2 separate regions of the Sus scrofa genome follow, and region 1 is linked to region 2. The links are chromatin contacts, called in public promoter capture Hi-C maps. All regions are on one chromosome and are shown on one strand. The core of a region is the stretch at or near the end of the contact, and the rest is flanking DNA. Distances in the headings are between cores, read along the strand shown. Region 1 holds the start of MAZ (myc-associated zinc finger protein). Region 2 holds the start of FAM57B (protein FAM57B).

The links. Promoter capture Hi-C pulls out the DNA fragments that hold promoters and counts their contacts.
Region 1: a contact with region 2 is called in a promoter capture Hi-C map of fetal skeletal muscle, with 5 times the contacts expected there. The contact joins the promoter of MAZ here to the promoter of FAM57B in region 2. A contact is called at or near these places in 3 of 5 promoter capture datasets (fetal liver, fetal skeletal muscle and liver), 2 of 47 Hi-C or Micro-C datasets (embryonic fibroblasts and skeletal muscle) and 2 of 2 datasets of contacts at active chromatin or transcription factors (alveolar macrophages and skeletal muscle).

What each region holds. Positions count from the first base shown.
Region 1 is chr3:18,041,272-18,045,776 of Sscrofa11.1, reverse strand. It overlaps MAZ (myc-associated zinc finger protein), which reads right to left and starts at 2,745. Exons shown (of 7, transcript XM_003354553.4): 1 at 2,703-2,745; 2 at 2,540-2,700; 3 at 1,610-2,466; 4 at 1,121-1,184; 5 at 671-842. The coding sequence starts at 2,730. It overlaps KIF22 (kinesin family member 22), which reads right to left. Exons shown (of 14, transcript NM_001243019.1): 12 at 4,412-4,505; 13 at 4,273-4,332; 14 at 4,045-4,184. The coding sequence ends at 4,137.
Region 2 is chr3:18,229,556-18,233,996 of Sscrofa11.1, reverse strand. FAM57B (protein FAM57B) reads left to right here and starts at 2,581. Exons shown (of 7, transcript XM_021088005.1): 1 at 2,581-2,982; 2 at 2,985-3,081; 3 at 3,983-4,066. The coding sequence starts at 2,958. LOC110260082 reads left to right here. Exons shown (of 4, transcript XM_021088012.1): 4 at 2,337-2,524. The coding sequence ends at 2,441. It overlaps LOC110260083 (a long non-coding RNA gene), which reads right to left. Exons shown (of 8, transcript XR_002342905.1): 3 at 3,731-4,042; 4 at 1,311-1,448.

The DNA.
Region 1 (4,505 bases), core at 1,496-3,995, 190 kb after region 2:
CCAACTACTCTGCTGGGGACTAGAGGGTACAGCTCCTCCCTGAGCTTGGAAACTGGCTGAATGGTGTTGGCTTTTGGACCTTGGTATCCACAGAACCCACTCTCTGTGGCCAGGAGATCTCTCCCAGGGTGACAGGACACTGATTCCTAGCCACTTGGAGTTGACCCTCAGCAGAGACGGCTGTGTCCCCTCCCTCCTGGGCCCCATCTTGTCTCAGCCCAGTTCCTCCGTATAAGAAGTGAATCTGTTTAAGAGCAGCTTGCTCTGCTACCAGGACAGGGCGAGGGCTTGTTAACCCCCTGCCAGTGTACCCCACTTACCCCAGGAGCTGAAGCCAAGAACTTGTGGCTGCACGGCTGAAACCCTGCCTTCCGACCCTTGGGAACTGGCTCTCTTGACCACTCCTTGCCCAGAGCAGTCATGTCCTCCCGCCCCCGCCTCCCCACACACACCCAGAAGTTGACTCTTTCTGGTAGATCATCTCCTCCAGCCATGACCTCGTAGAACTTAGTGATGTGCAGTTGTCCCAATGGTGCTTCGTTTGCTCCCTAAAGGGCTCTAAATGCCACGAGCTCTTGCCTACAGCACCTTTAACCCACGTCTGTGGAGGGGCCTCTGGTTTTGTACCCACCCTTTGTCCCTGGCCCTCCCGACATCTCTCAGCATGTACCTTTGTTGCAGAGCTCACAGACATGGTGAGGGCCCTGGCTGTGAACCTTCATGTGGTCCGAAATATAAGCCGAGCTCAACATCTTGCCACACACATGACATGGCACCTTCTCCTCGTGTCGTACTGTGTGGGCCCGCAGCCGATCCTTCGTAGCAAAAGCTGCCTCACATTTCTGGGGAGGGGGGAGGGGCGTGGGGGGTGTCAGGAGAGTTAAAGCTTTGGGGAGTGGGGAGAGGGGGGCAAGAGGTTAAAGGAATCAGAGCCTTGGGGACCTTTGATCTGTAGGAAATGGGAGTGAGATGACCAGGCCTTGAAGAAGGGATGAGAAAATGGAGTGAAAAAGCAAAAAGAAGAGAGAGAAAAAGGGGGTCTGAGAGGCTGAACTCAGACAACTACAATGAGGATCAAAATCATGAAAACCAGGACGGGGGTGGGGGGCGGGCTTCCTACCTCACATTTGAAGGGCCGTTCTGTTGAGTGCACTTGTCTGACGTGACTGTTGAGGTGATCCGGCCTGGGGATACGTGGGGGCTGGGGTTAGGGGTCTTGAGTGTGGAGGTGCCCCCCCACCCCGTCTGCCTAACTTGTTAGTACATCAGGCCTCTCCGTAGGTCCCTGCAATGCCTCTCAAGCCCAGGGCTTCAGAGTCCCGGGCAGGCAGGCAGGAGATCCCTCCTCTCGCGCGCGCAGGGCTGCCTGGTCCTCCTCCCACGCGAAGCTCTCCTACAACCCAAGGACCCACCTCCTCTGCTAAGTACCACCCCCTGCTCCCTGGTAACCAGGAGAGGCTTTTCTCCCTCCTCCCAGGGAGTGGCTCCCTGTCCTCCTCCTCGGAAGCCACCCTCCCTCCCAACCAGCCAAGGCCAGGCCACCTCCATCGCAGGCCGGCCCTCCCTCCCCACCCGCCCGCCCAGTGGGCGGCCGAGGCCCTGTGCACACCGGGAGAAGCTCTTGCCACAGTGGGAGCAGTTGTAGGGCTTGTGCACAGCGCCGTCATGTGAGCGCACGTGGTAGCTCATGCGGTCCTTGCGCTTGAAGCGCTGCTGGCACACCGGGCACTGGTAGGGCTTCTCGTCCGAGTGCGACAGCTTGTGTCGGTTCAGGTGGTAGACGTCGCGGAAGGCCTTGCCGCACATCTCGCAGGCGTGGTTCTTCCGGATGCGCTTTCCCGAGGCGGTCGTGGTGACCACGCCGCCGGCGGCCACTGCGGCCGCTCCGCCGCCGGCACCAGCTTCTCCCCCTCCCCCGCCTGCCCCGCTCAACTGGGGCACGCTCAGGAGGCTCAGGGGCACCATGGTGGGCATCTTCATAGCACCCGAGGGGACCCGGCCGGCTTTGGCTCCCGTGTGGATGGCCTCGTGCCTCCGGAGGTTGTAGCCGTTCTTGAACTCCTTAGCGCACAGAGCACAGATGTAGGGCCCCTTGCTCTTTGTCTTCTTCTCCAAGGCAGATGCAACCGGGGCCACGGCGACCGTCGAGGTTGGGGCTACGACGGCGGTGGCCGCGGCTGCGGCGATGGTGGCGGCAGAGACAGGGGGCGCGGCCTCCGCGGCGGGCGCCGACACTGGCGGGGGCGGCGGAGGGGGCGCCGGGGGCTGCTTCAGAGCCGCTGTGTCCACAGTGGAGGCGGCGGCCGGGGCCGGGGGCGCAGCAGCAACGGCGGCGGCGGCGGCGGCGGCAGCAGCGGCGGCCGCGGCCGCGGCGGACTCCTGGGCGGCGGCGAGAACCGGGAGCAAGTCCACCTGGAGGGGCTCGGCCGCCGGGGCCTGGGGCGTGGGTGGGGGCGCCGGCGCGGCCTGCGAAGACAAGGCGCCGTGTGGGCCGCGGCCGCGAGTCGGCGCCCTCCCGGCCCGGCCGGCCCCTACTCACCTGGAATGGACTCTGGGCGCAGCCCTGGGAGGCAAAGAAGCGGGACTGGAGCTCAGCCCCGACCTGCAGGGGGTTCTGGGCGTGACCCTGAGGTGGCGGGAAGGAGTTCATGAGGCCGCCCACCCCCCGGGAGTCCAGGCCCAGCACGGGGAAGGGGGGGCCAGCAGCGTGCAAGGGAACACGGGGAACATGGCCTCGGCCACGGCGGGGCCCCCGGGGCTCAGCGGGGGCCGGGGGCGCGGGCCGCGCGGGGCCCGGGCTCGGGGCGCCGCCCCCGGCCGGCCGGGCTGGGCCGCGCCGAACGCATGGCCCGCGGGCCGCCCCGCCGCCCGCGCACCCCGGCCGGCGGGAGGGAGGGAAGGAGGGCGCCTGGCGGGCCGCGGAACGCGGCGGCGACGGCGGCGGCGACGCCCCCTGGGTGGGGGCGGGAGGCCCCGCGGGGCCGGGGGCCGGGGGCGGGGGCCCGGGCGGCGGCGGCGGCGGCGGCGGTTGGAGCCTGGCGGGGCGGGGTGGGGGGAGCGAGGGAGCAGCCTCGGCCCCGCCGCGCGCGCGCCCAGCCGGCGCCTCGGGGAGGGCGGGGGAGGGCGCGAGGGAGGGAGGGGGACAGCTGCGCGCGCACCGGGCGCGCGGAGGGGGGGGTGGGACGGGAGGGAGGGCGGGCGGGAGGGGTGTGGGAAGGGGGGTGGGGGCGGGGGGAGGGGGTTGTTACCTGGAAGATGAAGCTGCTCCAGTTGCCGGGATCCATGGCGGAGGGAGGGAGGGAGGTGGCTCGCGCTCACCCTGGGGCGGGAGGAGGAGGAGGCGGCGGTGGGGGAGGGGGAACCCGGGGAGGAGGCGCGCGGGGCGGGCGGGAGGGGGGAGGAGGAGGAGGGTGGGGGAGCGGAGCACACTGCGCGCGGGGAGGGCGGGCGGGGGGCGCGAGGACACACAAGAGGCTGGAGCGGGCGCGAGCGCGAGCGCGCGCGAGGCCAGCGGGAGGGGGAAGGTACGAGAGGGACTCTGGCGGGAGGAGGGACGGGGGAGCCACCCGGCAGCCGGAGTCGCCCCAAGCGCGAGACCCCTGAGACGGCCGCTGATTGGCTGACGATGGCGCAGGTGGTGGGCGCGCGGGAGACGGGGCGGCTTCTCTTCCCCCCCTCAAAGATTCCACCCCCCTTCTCCCTCCGCCAGCGGCCGTTATTTCGCGCGCACGCGCGCAAACTCGCCGTCGTTGCCGAGCGGGAGAATAGGGGAGCGCGCGCCAGGGGTACGAACGGGGCGGGGTCAATCGCTAAGCGCGCGCCCGCCTAACGGTCGTCGTCCTCGGGTTTTCGCGGGAGCTTTTTGTTTCCTCTCGGCCACCGTCCTTTCTGCCTCCTCTCTCCAGCGGTTTATTTACAATCCTGCGCTGCTTCGTGTTTTCCCAAAGATGGCGCCCAAAGAAGTTAGCCCGCGGCGCCTGTGGCCCGGCCCAAAGGCAGTGATACCCGGGCCCCACCCCCGCAGCCCCAAGAATCAGGCTGAAGCAAAGGAATGACAACTGTATTTACACGAAAGTGGGTTACACAAGGATTTAAAAAAAAAAAAAAAAAAGCAAAGTGAAGAGGGGAGCTGGCAGTCAGGAGGGGCCGCAGCGCTGGCCCGCGGCGAGACCCAGGATGTTCGCCTGCAACACAGGAGGGGAGGGGAGAGCAGCAGCGTCAGGGCCGAGACGGGCACAGGCCAGGGGAGGAAGGGCTCAGCCGTGAGCTCACCTTCAGGAACGACTCCATCTGTTTGCTGGAGATGCCCTCCACGCGTTCCAGGTCCTCCACCTGGCAGGACAGCCGTGATGGAGAAGGGGCCGAGGGAGTGCCAGGCTCCTCCCACCCCCACTCCCCCCTGGGCCATTACCTGGCTGAAGGGGCCATGGAGCTCCCTCCAGCCCACGATGAGCTGGGCCTTCTTTTGGCCAATGCGCTGCAGGCTGCGTAGATCCCGGGCTGAG
Region 2 (4,441 bases), core at 1,332-3,831:
AGGGATCGAACCTGCATCCTCATGGATGCTAGTCAGGTTTGTTAAGCACTGAGCCATGACGGAAATTCCCCGACTGCTTCCTAAAAGAAGTTGAGCTTTTATATGAAATCTCCTAATTTTCAAACACTGACAAATAACGTAGAATTTAGGAAAATACTGTACTGGCAACACCAGTCTGGCCAAACAAAACATATTTATGCGATGGATGGAGCCCTCGTGCTGCAAATTTATGGCCTATTTGATAAAGATTAATAATATACCTGTGAAGGAGTTCTCATTGTGGCTCAGTGGGTTAAGGATCTGACACTGTCTCTGTGAGGACCCAGGTTCGATCCCTGGCCCCACTCAGTGGGTTAAGGATCCGGTGTTGCCAAGCTGTGGTGTAGACTGGCTCAATTTTGGTGTTGCTATGGCTGTGGTGTAGACTGGCAGCTACAGCTCCAATTCAGCCCCTGGGAACTTCCACCTGCCACGGGTGCAGCCCTAAAACAAACAAACAAACAAAAAAAAAAAAAACCCCAAAAAACCAAACAGTCAACAAAACCCTCTAAGCTTAAGTTTCTTGTCTATGAAACAAAGATACTACCATCTGGGAAGATTAAATAAGAGCGAACATAAACCACTTCACCCCAAGCCTAGCAGATAGAAAATACTCACGGAGTTCCCATTGTGGCGCAGCAGAAACAGATCTGACTAGTATCTATGAGGATTCAGGTTTGACTCTGGCCTCGCTCAGTGGGTCAGCAATCCAGCAATCCAGCAATCCAGTGAGCTCAGGTGTAGGTCACAGATGCCACTGGGATCCTGCGTTGCTGTGGCTGTAGCTCTGATTCGACCCTTAGCCTAGAAACTTCCATATGCCGCAGGTGAGGCCCTAAAAAGCAAAAAAAAAAAAAAAAAAGGGGGGAAATTGGGTGCCTTCTTCCCTTGAGTGAAGCCCTGAGATCAGGAAGCTAGGCCTGCTATTGTCTCTAGAAGTCTCCCTAACTCCTGCTGCCTAAGGCCAGGGACCTCTCAGGGTCTGTTCCCACAGTCCACCACTAGAGGGCAGCATACAACGCAAGTCCCAGCCCGCTGGGAAAGTGATGGCATGAGCTTTGGTCAGGCAAAGGCAAATTACAGGGTTGCTGTTGAACCCTATCTTCAGGCAGGCTTTGAAAGCAAAGATAGTCTGGGTAGTCGGACCTCACATCATGCAGAAGTCTACAGGGCAGTTGGGTGCAGGATGAGAAGGCCAGATTCCAGGGAGGCCGCGTGAGAGGGTGAGAAGCGGCGCAGAGGCCAAGTGTGGTTCTGGCTGGGCCTCTGACCTGCTGCAGGACCTTGGCCAAGTCACTGGGCCTCCTTTCCTTGCAGCTGGATGAGGGGCTTGAATCAGCCAATCCCCAGGGTCCTCTTCCAGGGGGAGAGGAAGTTGCAGAGGAAGGGGAGCCAGGGGCACAATAAACCTGAAGAAAAAGAATGACCAGGGTTTAGGGCAGGCTGGGAGAGGCCGGATAGCCTCAAGGACACGGGTACGGAAAGGGCCATCCTCAGCTTGAGGTGGGCTTTCAGGGAGGCAGAGCTTCCCACTCTCTTTAACCCCTGCCGCCCAGGATGAGAGGGTTCTTGCATCTTCGCAACTCTGAGAACTTGGGGCCACTGAAGGCCTGGGGACACTTTTTGACCTGTAAAAAGTGCCATTCCCTCAGTACTGTTACAAGAGTTAGAGAAGCTCGTAGGACTGACTTGCAGCCAGGGCAGGACCTACAGGCACCTCATGTATACCTCAGAGTTCCCCTCTCTCCCATCGGGGTGAAGGACCTAGGGATCTCTGAGCCCTAAGGACATGCATCCTTCAGAGACACCGGGAGGTACCAGTTTCCCCTGCTCCCTCCTCCAGGGCATCCTCTTTCTACCAGAGAGGCCACCCTCAGCTGGAAGCACACAGGCCCCCGAGGGACATGTGTTGGGAGGCCTTGGCAGAGGAAGAAATGCCAAGTGCTGGGTCAGTCCCCTCCCGGGCTCCCAACAGCCACCTCCATCCCCAAGTGAAAGAGCTGACTCTCCCCTGACCCTTGTCCTCAGCAGCCCCCTGTGCCGCAGCGGCTGTCTCTTTAAGGGCCTCCCCCTCCCTCTTTCTCCGTTCCCCCCCATCTCTGTCGCAGCCGCTGCCGCCGCTGCCGTGGCTCAGAGCTGCATGGGGAGACGCCGCTGCAGGTCCCGGTCCTCGGTGTCTGGTCGGTGCCATCATTTCCCTCCCCCTCCCCCGCCCTCCCCCAGCTGGTGACGTCCCCTCCCCCTCCCCCCAGAGGGGGCAGGGGCTGGGCACGAACTCTCTATAATGCCCTGTGCAGCCTCCGGGGCCCTCTGGACCGGGCGGCGGCGGCGGCGGCGGCGGCGGCGGCGGCAGCGGGAACTGTGGCGGCAGCGAGAGGCGGGAGAGCAGTGCTGACCGCTGACCACTGGCCCCGCCGCTCCTCTGTCTCCCTTCCCTCCCGCCCTCCCTTTCAGAGCGGGCACCACAGTCCCACCCCCCACCCCGCCTCCCCGGGCCCTCCCCGCCACTCCGCGTAACCCCCCCAACCTGCCGCTCTCCCTCCCCTCCCCATCCGCATCCTCCTCCTCCTCCTCCTCCTCCTGTACCCTCTCCCTCTGTCCTCTCACCAAGTCCTTCCCTCCTCATCTCTCTCCCAACCCTCTGACTGGCTTTCTCGGGCTCCCTTTCTCGGATTCCCCCCCCTCCCCAGTCTCTCCCCGTGTCCCCAGTCTCATCTAACTCCCTTTTGCTCGCCTGTCCTTCGGTCTGACTCCCCAGCCCCATCCCGTCCCCGCCCTGTCCCCTTTGTGCCCCTTTCTCTCTCTCTCTCCTTGCCTGGCCTGGCATCCTTCTCCACCCCTAACTCCCTTCAGCTCGGCCTCCCTGTCCCTTCGCGGCCACTCGCTCGCTCGTCTCCCTGCCGGAGGCCCGAGCCACCATGCTGACCCCCATGGTGGCTGGGGGGTGGTGTTCCCCGGACTCTTCCTCCTCTCCAAGAACACGCTCCAGCGGCTGCCCCAGCTGCGCTGGGAGGAGGCCGACGCGGTCATTGTCTCCGCCAGGTAAACTGCGTCCCTTCCCCTCCACCCCTCTCCCCTTTCCAGGCTTTTTGGGGATGGAGGGGACCCCAGCACGTCTGTGGATCCTTGGCCTGGTGGGGTCTGGGGGCTCCCGGAGTGGTCGGTGGGCTCTACCTCCCAGCTTCCTTCTCTCCTCGCTGCCTTACTCACTGCCGTCCCAGGAGACCTCATCCAAACCCAGCCATCTGGTCTACTAGTGTTCAGACTGCTCTTCTTCCCTTTCCCATTCACCCTCCCACCCTCCAAAACAGGGCCAGCAAGTGCCTCCAACATTCCCATAGGATGTTAGGGAGCCAGACAAGGGGCAGAGAGAGTCGAGCAGTATTCAAGGCATGTGTTTGGGGCAAAGAGGGACAGAGGAGTGAACAGTGGAACGAACTCCGCACAGCCCTGGCATAGGGGCCGGAGGTGGGGAGGGGAGCGTGGGGCAGGCAAGCGGAGAGCGGGAAAGTGGCCAGGGGCAACTGGGGACATCCCAGGAGCCCGTGGATGACCGGCATGATGACTGGGCAGCTGCGTGATGCAAGAACAGGCCCGGGGCTTTCCTGTGCCATGCTCTGCTGTGCCCCCCACCTCACCCCTCCCCGGGAGGGGCTTTGTCATCAGCCACCCATTCTCAGCATCGTCTCACCTCAAGATGACCTCCCTGGTGTCCTCCTGAGGGGACGGCGACTCAGGGTCCGCAGTTGAGGGGAGGAAGATGGCAGAGAAAGGGGTGAACCCAGGAGCTCACTGCTGTCTGAATGGGGCTGAGCCCCGGGCAAGGCAGCCTTGGGGAAAGATGGGCAGGGAGTGACCCGAGAAGCACAGTAACTGGACAATCAAGAGGAGAAGCCAAGGGGCGCCTCTTCTCCCCAACCGACGGCTCCCTCTTCCTCCCTAGGCTCGTGTCCTCCGTCCAAGCCGTCATGGCCTCCACAGCTGGCTACATTGTTTCCACCTCCTGCAAGCACATCATTGATGACCAGTAAGTGCCATGAGGCCACCTTGGCCCCCGTTCCAGCAGCCTTGTGTGTAGGTGTGATCCCTCAGTACCCCAGGCCATTTGGAGACTCCTGCAGTGGTCCCAAGCCCTGCACTTGGCCTGAGCAAGTTAACTGCAGTAGCTGCAACTCAACACCCAGGGATAAATTTATCCACATCCTGTCCTTAAAGGTCAGAACCAGGAGGAGAAGGAGTGGGAGCAGAAAGGATTCTGAAAGCGGCTCCCAGGTTTCCCAGACTCTTGCATCACAGTAGGTTCTTTTTGAATGTCGTTTCCTCCCCTATGTCCTCCCACTCTGATCTCTTGGACCCCATTTCCAACCAGCACCCAACTGGGGTGCTTCCCTACTTGGGCTGG